Regions from separate parts of the Sus scrofa genome. Here region 1 is linked to region 2. Evidence: chromatin contacts called from public promoter capture Hi-C data. All regions are on one chromosome and are shown on one strand. The core of a region is the stretch at or near the end of the contact, and the rest is flanking DNA. Distances in the headings are between cores, read along the strand shown.

Evidence for each region. Promoter capture Hi-C pulls out the DNA fragments that hold promoters and counts their contacts.
Region 1: a promoter capture Hi-C map of liver shows a contact between it and region 2, with 2.8 times the contacts expected there. The contact joins two enhancer-like sites. A contact is called at or near these places in 1 of 5 promoter capture datasets (liver), 11 of 47 Hi-C or Micro-C datasets (alveolar macrophages, blood, embryonic fibroblasts and 6 more) and 1 of 2 datasets of contacts at active chromatin or transcription factors (skeletal muscle).

Annotation. Positions count from the first base shown.
Region 1 is chr12:4,291,441-4,295,407 of Sscrofa11.1, reverse strand. All of the region lies in intron 3 of SEPT9 (septin-9), which reads left to right. LOC106504796 (basic proline-rich protein-like) reads left to right here. Exons shown (of 2, transcript XR_002336965.1): 2 at 1-1,348. Among named protein-coding and RNA genes, the nearest start is that of SEPT9, 54 kb to the left of the region's middle. Within about 2 kb of position 2,172, at least 33 of the 83 cell types and tissues checked have an H3K27ac peak or open chromatin away from gene starts, as enhancers often do. A contact at or near this core is called in liver, where this site is marked.
Region 2 is chr12:4,257,487-4,261,441 of Sscrofa11.1, reverse strand. SEPT9 (septin-9) reads left to right here. Exons shown (of 12, transcript XM_005653856.3): 9 at 364-459; 10 at 742-838. Among named protein-coding and RNA genes, the nearest start is that of SEPT9, 88 kb to the left of the region's middle. Within about 2 kb of position 2,176, at least 13 of the 83 cell types and tissues checked have an H3K27ac peak or open chromatin away from gene starts, as enhancers often do. A contact at or near this core is called in liver, where this site is marked.

The DNA.
Region 1 (3,967 bases), core at 923-3,422, 34 kb before region 2:
GGGAGACCCTCAATAAAAAGGCCAAGCCTTGGAGTTCCCACTGCGTCTCAGTGGTAATGAACCCGACTGGTATCTATGAGGACGAGGGTTCGATCCCTGGCCTCACTCAGTGGCTTAAGGATCCAGTGTTGCTGTGAGCTGTGGATCTGGCATTGCTATGGCTGTGGAGCAGCTACAGCTCCCAGTGTACCCCTAGCGGGGGAACTTCCATATGCTGCAGGCGTGGCCCTAAAAAGCAAACCAAAAAAAAAGAAGAAGAAAAAAACAAAAATGGCCCAGAGCTCTGCTGTGGGCATGGTTGACCCTCTTACCCCCCACCCCCACCCCGTGTGTCTCTGGGGCACACCCAGCTCTCAGATGTTACCCGAGAGCTCGCCAGATCTCAGGGGCGTGTGTGTGCCCGTCCTTCCTAACCCGTAGTTCTACGCCCAGGCCCCCACTGGAGGCCCCTGAGAAATGTTTAAACATCACCACCTCCTAGATTAGTTCCGTCGGAATCGCTAGGGTGGGGCCCGGGCACCCGAATTTCCTAGAAGCGCCCCTTAGAATGGTAATGGGCCACCAGAATTGAGAACCTCTTTGCAGGAGCCAAGCCAACACCCCCTCTTCTGCGGACCCCCTCCTCGCTCACAGCCCCCCACACTCCGAGTCAGAGCCTTAGTCCTCCCTCAGAGTACCAAAGCTTTTATTGTTTGACCCAAAATTTACCGTCTTAGCTGCTAAGCTTCTGTTTGGGGCATTATTTCAGCAAAGGATGAGGTCGGGAGCTTGGCACCTAATGCCGACCTGGAGCGCCCCCACCTGGCGGCCCTCGCGCCTGACACCCGGAGAGACCTCCCCTGGGCGACACTGCTCATGGGGCCAGACACACGTCAAGGGTCTGGTTGTGTTGTTGCTGGTGCTGAGGATTCTGGGAGGAGGATGGGGGTCAGTGGGCTTGGAAGCGTGCCCAGGGCTACCGCTCAGCTACATAGTGTCCCACGTGCAGAATAACACGAGTTGGCTGCAGATGAGTTAAGATGTCATCAAATACTTTCTGACACATTGTTGATTTAATGAGAGCTTCGCCAGAGGAAAAAGAAATGTGTATTGAAGGTGCCTGCAAGGGGAAGATGCCACCTGACAGTGGGGGCGGGGGGAGTTCTTCTTAGAAAGGAGGAAATGGGGCTTTCCTGCCACCGAGTCCCACAAATATTTATCAGGGCTGCTTCCTAGGCGACCGGGAGGGGGTGAGTAAGTCAGCCAGGCAAGTGCACCAGGTCAGGGTATGAGGCGGGAAGCACAAAATGGGGGTAGTGGTCACATCTGATGGAGGGACATCTGGAGGGCCTCCTGGAGGAAGTGACTTTTTTTTTTTTTTTTTTTTTTTTTTTGCTTTTTAGGGCCACACCTGCAGCATATGGACGTTCCTAGGCTAGGGGTTGAATCGAAGCTGTAACTGCCAGCCTATACCACAACCGCAGTGGCGCAGGATCTGAGCCGCGTCTGCGAGCAAGTTCAGGGATTGCACCTGCATCCATCCTCACGGATACTAGTTGGGTTCGCTACCGCTGAACCACGACGGGAACGCCGCGGCAGTGACTTTTTAACAGGGAGGTTTAGATGGGGTTTGGGAGACTGCGGGGCCTGGATGAAGACCTAGGGTCCTAAGAACACTGAACGCGGTAGAGATGTGCTGGCAGGGAGGCGGTCAGGACCAGAGGCGGCCCTGGGGTCACGGCTAAAGCTGGTTGCCGGGGTGAGGCCAGCCGCTCCATTCCCTGCAGAGACTGAGACGGGGCCTCCGTGTGCTCGGAACCCCTGCCCTGGGGGACGAGGAGACAGAGTGGCTGGGGACGTGCCCTCCTGGGAGGGGTGGTTAACGCAGGTCTCAGGCTGCCCCCGAGGTCACTCCGGCGGGGGGACTGGAGGTTGACCAGGAGAACCTTTCCAGGAGGTCGGTTTTAGCAGTGAAATGGTCCGAAGCCAGACGGCAAAGGTGAAGAAGTGAGTGGGTGCTGGGGAGAGAGAAGCCACAGTGTAGACCAACTGTGAGGAGGTCAGGTTGAATGTTCAGAGAGGAAGTGAGTCTGGGCCAGAGGAAGGGGAGGCAGCCTCGGTTTTGAGCTGAGGGCAGCCGACCGTTCTCTCTGGTTGAGTTGAAAAGAAACCGGAAGAAAGCAAGCTCTCAACCCAGTGTGACAGCAACGAGCACGGCTCTGCTGCTGCAGTCGCTGTGGGGGCAGGGCCCCTCTGTCCCCCTGCATGTTGGGTCTTCACGCGGGGCTTTGGGGGCCCCCCAGGGACAGTGGGGGCTTATGAGAGCGCCAGCACCTTTCTGAGGCCCGCCTGCCTCTCGCGCAGAGGCTCCCTGGGGGCGTGTGGCTGCCTGTGCTCCCTGCCCAGGTCAGCCCCCAGACCCACACTGCAGCGGCCTGGCCCTTCCCCCGGCCTCCTGTGCGGGAGCCCAGCGACCTGCCCACAGAGGAGAGGGAAGGACGTTTTTCTTGGCACTTGGCGAGGAACATCTGCTGCGTCCCGTGGGGCTTTGCTGGCGGGGTGGGTGGGAAGGGAGCTGGCAGGAGGGCTGAGCTTTGCGCTCACAACCAGGCTTGGCAGGAGAAACGTCCGGGACCTGTGACCTGGGGTGGGGGCAGTGCGTGTGCGTGTGCATGAGAGAGAGAGGGAGGCAGGATGCTATGTAGCCACTTCCTCTCTTCTGAGGATGCTGCTGATGCTAGCGCCACTGCCTCGGGCGTCACACATGGCCCTGCAGGACGGGGCTGGCCACTCCCTTGGAGGCTGCTGGGCTCTGCACCCAGTTAGTCCAGCTGGAGGAGGGAGCCCGATGCCCCTCTGTGCCTCCCGGAGTAGGATCTTGCTTCAGGACAGCTGACCAGGGCCGCTGCCCCCCCCCCCCCCAACACTGCGACCATTTCTGCTGGGGGCTCTTGAGGGAGGGGTGGGCTCCGCTCGGGCGCGGTTGGAAACGACTCCCAGCGCCCTTGTCAGGACACGATGGGACTCCCTCCTCTCCGCTGCATGTCAGCTGGTGCCCAGCCGGGGGGCTCCCTCTGCTTGCCAGGGTGAGTCTAGCCCCTCCCCAAATCTGACGTAGGCCCCTTCGGGTCTGGGAAGGATGCTGCTCACAGATGCACGGCCTGGAGCCAGTTCCCTTCCAGCCCTTCATCTGTGCAAGAAGCCCCCAAGTGGAGTTCCCATCGTGGCTCAGTGGTTAATGAGCCCGACTAGTATCCATGAGGATGCAGGTGCAAACCCTGGCCTCACTCAGCGGGCTAAGAATCCGGCATTGCCATGAGCTGTGGTTTAGGCAGCAGGCACGGTTCGGATCCTGTGTTGCTCTGACTGTGCCACAGACCGGCAGCTACAGCTCCGATTTGACCGCTAGCCTGGGAACCTCCATATGTCCCGAGTGTAGCCCTAAAAAGATGAAGGAAGGAAGGAAGGAAGGAAGGAAGGAAAGAAAAGCGAGCAAGCCCCGAACTTACACAGGTCACGTTCCAGACTGTGAGGCTGTGTGATTTTCCATGGCTGCTGTAGCAAATTAGCACACACTCAGTGGCTTAAAGCCACAGGGATGTATTCTCTGACAGTTCGGGGGTCAGCAGGCTGAAATCGGGGTCGCTGGGCTAGGTCAAGGTGTCGACAGGGCTGGCTCCGTCTAGAGGCTCCAGGGGGGGAAATCTGTCCTCGCTTCCTCCAGCCTCTGGTGGCTGCTGCTGTCCCTTGGCTTGTGGCCGCCTCACTCCACCACCCTGCCTCCGTCATCCTGCAGTCCCTCTCTCTGGGTTCTTCAAGCTTCCCTCTGCATCCCTCCCCCAAGGACCCTGTGGTTACATTTGGGGTCCCCCCAGATCACAGGGTGCCCTCTGCATCTCAGTCCTTCATCACCGCCCTGCCCTCAAGGTGCCACTCACAGGCTCCAGGAGGAGGGGGCGTGATCCCGTCTCCCACCCGGCTCGCTGTT
Region 2 (3,955 bases), core at 927-3,426:
GCAGAAATGACTGCCATTCACAGGGACTGAATGTCCCCTGTACAGGGCGGCTGTCGCTACAAAGGGCGATGACAGCTGAGCACAAGCAGGTGCACCTGTGCAGGATTGGGAGCTGCAGTGCGAGCGTGTCCAGGCCAGGGTGTCCAGGCAGAGCTCAGGTTGGGGCTGACTCGGCCAGCCCAAGCTGTTTTCTTGGGGGTCGATGAGCTGGAGGGCAAGGCAGGGAGATGCCGGGGCAGTGCCCAGGTCCCTTGGGACCTGCGGCTGCCCCTCCACTCAGAAGGCAGAAAACTGGGGAGTGCCAGGGTCGCCGGCCCAGCTTGCCGTGTGGACGGTGCCCACATCTCTCCCCTGGGCCCCCAGATCACTGCAGACCTGCTGTCCAACGGCATCGACGTGTACCCCCAGAAGGAGTTTGATGAGGACTCAGAGGACCGGCTGGTGAACGAGAAATTCCGAGTGAGTGGACGGGCCAGGATGCTGTTCCCAGCGGCCCCTCGACTCCTGCTGGAGGATGTCGGGGGGGGTCTTCCTCCCCCAGCTTGGGGTCTGGGAAAACGGTCGGGATGGCCTGGAGCCATGAGAATGGGTTTCTGGGCTAAGAGGGCTGGGGCCGGAGTGTCCAGACCCTCTCGGGCCAAGGGTCTCAGGGCTGGGGACCCGGACTCGGGGCAGCTCCTCCCGGGGGCCCAGGGAGTGGACTGGCCTTTGCACGCACGTGTGACCACCGCCCCCCCCCAGGAGATGATTCCGTTCGCCGTGGTGGGCAGCGATCACGAGTACCAAGTGAACGGGAAGAGGATCCTTGGAAGGAAAACCAAATGGGGCACCATCGAAGGTGAACCGCCGAGCCGGCGCTGGGGCCGCAGCCACCGTGGGGGGTGTCCCCTGGTTCCCACTCGATGGGAGGGAAACAAGGGGGCAGTTGGCTGGTCCGGGACCACAGCCAGTAGCTGACGGAGCTGTGTCTCCACCCCATCCCCTGGGGGCGGGAGAGGGGAGGAGGGACACTCGAGTTCCAGGTTCTGGCACTGGCGTTTCCTAGGCATGCTGTGTGACCTTGGGCAAGTCATGCCACCTCTCTGGGCCTAGGAAAGGGCTAGGCTATAGCTCTGGCCAGCTGAGACCAGATGCCCTCCCCCCATCCTCTGGAAGTTCCTGGGACACCCCCCTCCATATGTTAGCGTCCAGGGGCTGCTGTCACCCACATAGACGCTTAAAACACAAGTTCATTGATCCCGAGTCCTAGAGGCCCTGAGGCAGACTCTGTTGCTGCCCGCACTCCTGGCATCCTCGGCTCCAGTCTCTGCTCTGCTCTGCTCTGTCTTCACACGGCCTCCCCTGTGCGTCTGCGTTTCCCTCTTGCCCCCCCGGAGGGGCCCACCCTAAATCCAGGAGGATCCCGTCTTGAGAGCCTCACCTTAACTATACCTTCAGAGGCTTTTTCCAAATAAGGTCCCAGTCCCAAGTACGCAGGGTTTGGAGTTGGACATAGTTTGGGGACACAGTCCAGCACGCCGCAGGTGGCCGTCCCCGTGAGTGGGGTGGACCGGGCATGTCCTTGCCCCGTCTGTTTGCCCTCCCTCTTTGGAGCAGATTACATCGGGCCACTCTGCTCCTTGTGCGCTTGGCCAAGGCCCAGCACAGAGAAGGGAGCAGAAAATCCAGCAGTTGCTTCCAACTCCGGCTGCCGCCCCATCCCTCACCTGCCTAGCTTGTGACCTTGGGCATCTCCCTGTGACCTTGGGCATCTCCCTGTGACCTTGGACACACCCCTTCCTCCCCCAGGGCCTCCATTTGCACCATTCATAAGGTGGGTACCCTGAGCCGAGGTCTTAGAAGAAGGAGAGGCTGTCTCAAAGACGTGGGCGCTTCCCGGGCAGCAGTTCCTTTAAGGAACCGATGTGATGGAAACTCCCTGGCGTGGCGCCCCCCGGGGCCGGCTCATTTTACCTGGGTTATTTCTCCAATGCCCTCACCTCCCTGTCCCACCTGGCCTCAATCAGGCTTCACCCAGGGCTCATCGCATCTTGGCCCCGCCTCTCCCATTTCCTCTCGTCCTGAAATCTTTGTTTAGGAACTTTATTTTCCCACTAAGGTATGTTTTGGAAGATGGAGAAGTTTGGGGTAAGAAAGGGCCAAAGGGCGGGGCGCTGGCGCGCCTCTGCTGCCCCCTGGTGGCCAACGCCGGCCGTGCAGGCAGCCGGTGAAGGAAACGGTGGGGAAATGCGAGCGGCTGGTTTCTTTCTTCTCTGCCTTTCCTCAGAGGGCCCCCCACCAATCCTCTGTGGCAAGTGACCTGTGCCTTGTTGCCGTGCCACCAGCTCACGTTGAGGGGTGTGATGAGCAACAGCCCCATGGAACCTGTAAGGGTGGTGGCAGGGTAGTGGATCTCTTAGCCCAGCCGCCTTCGTGAGGCCCTGGAGGGGATTTCTGCCCTGTTCTAGAACAGTCAGACTTCCCCGGGAATCTGGCAGCTTTTCTTAAATTAAATCTCTGTGACCTTGTGAACTGGGAACTGCCCAGAGATCCGGCCACTCTGCGAGCCTTTGGCTAGAGTTATTAAGGGCTTTCCCCTCCCCCTCCCCCACCCATCCAGGGTCCTGTCTCTTTGTTCTCCCCTCCTTGGGGTGCTCCACCACCCGGAAGCACTTGACACGTCCTTGGAAGCTGCCTGAAGTGTTTTAAGAGGGCTCACAGTTAACTCATCTAATCCTCTCGTGTCCCTGAGAGCTGGGTGACATTGTCACCTTACAGATGAGGAGCCCGAGGGTCAGAGAGGCCGGAGTAAGTTGCCTACAAGCCAGGAGGCGCCATCGCTTGCTCACTCAGCATCAGAGCTCTGTTTCTTCCTGCTGGCTCTCTCTGCTTCTCCAAGTCAGAGTAAGATGCTGCGTGAGGAGTTCCTGTTGTGGCTCGGGGGTAATGAACCCGACTAGTATCCCTGAGGAGGCGGGTTCAATCCCTGGCCTCGCTCAGTGGGTTAAGGATCTGGCATTGCCTCGAGCTGACATAGGTCACAAATGCGGCTCAGATCTGGCGTTGCTATGGCTGTGGTGTAGGCCGGCAGCTGCAGTTCCAATTCAACCCCTAGCCTGGGAACTTCCATATGCTGCGGGTGTGGCCCTAAAAAGAAAAAAGGGGGTGGGGGCTGCATGAGAGTCGGTCAGCAGAGAGTTCTCGTGTGGGCACAGCCTTGCAGGGGTGGAAGGGCAGAGCCCGGGCACAGGCGAGTGGAGTCAGAGCAGGAGCATCGCAGGGCTTGGCGAGGCGGAGGGCTTGGCCTTTTTACAGCCCCGGCCCTGCCTGCCCCGTGGCTTGTGATGGGGCAGCCTGGACCTGGGAGCTAGATGTGGGATCCAGCCCTGCTCTGGCCTCCTGGGCTTTGGAACCTGGACAGACACGGTTAAGACGCCACTGGCCCTGAAGGGTGTGTGAAGGGTGAATCAAGTCCCACAGGCCGGATGCCTAGCACAGACTGGCACCTGGGCCTCTTCTTTCACCTTCTCTGTTCGCCTCCTGTTGAAAAGGTGCGCCAGTACCTGAGAGCCACACAAGGCAGAGTGCCCCACCTGGTATGGAGCGTGGCAATACTGAGATGCCACCAGCTTTGGCCCATGGCATTGCCTGCATGCTCTGGGGTGCCCTCTTCCTGTACCCCAGAACCAACTGCTGTCCTGCAGCCTGTGCCTGTTCCCCCTGGGCAGCGTAGGGAGGTTTGCTGGTTCTTGAGCTCAGTATCCAAGGTCACCCCAGGATGTGGTGTCTGTACACAGGTATCCAGCCCTGATTCCCACCTTGTCCTATTCTCGACTCCTCTCCTGTCTCCAGGTCTCCCCTAAAACATCCTGCTCTTCCCAGGAGACCCCCCCCATCCCTTGGGGCCGTGAGCTTGCTCACTGTAGCGCTCTCCCCTCGGCTGTCTTGGCCACTTACCGCGCCCTCTCCCCGCTAG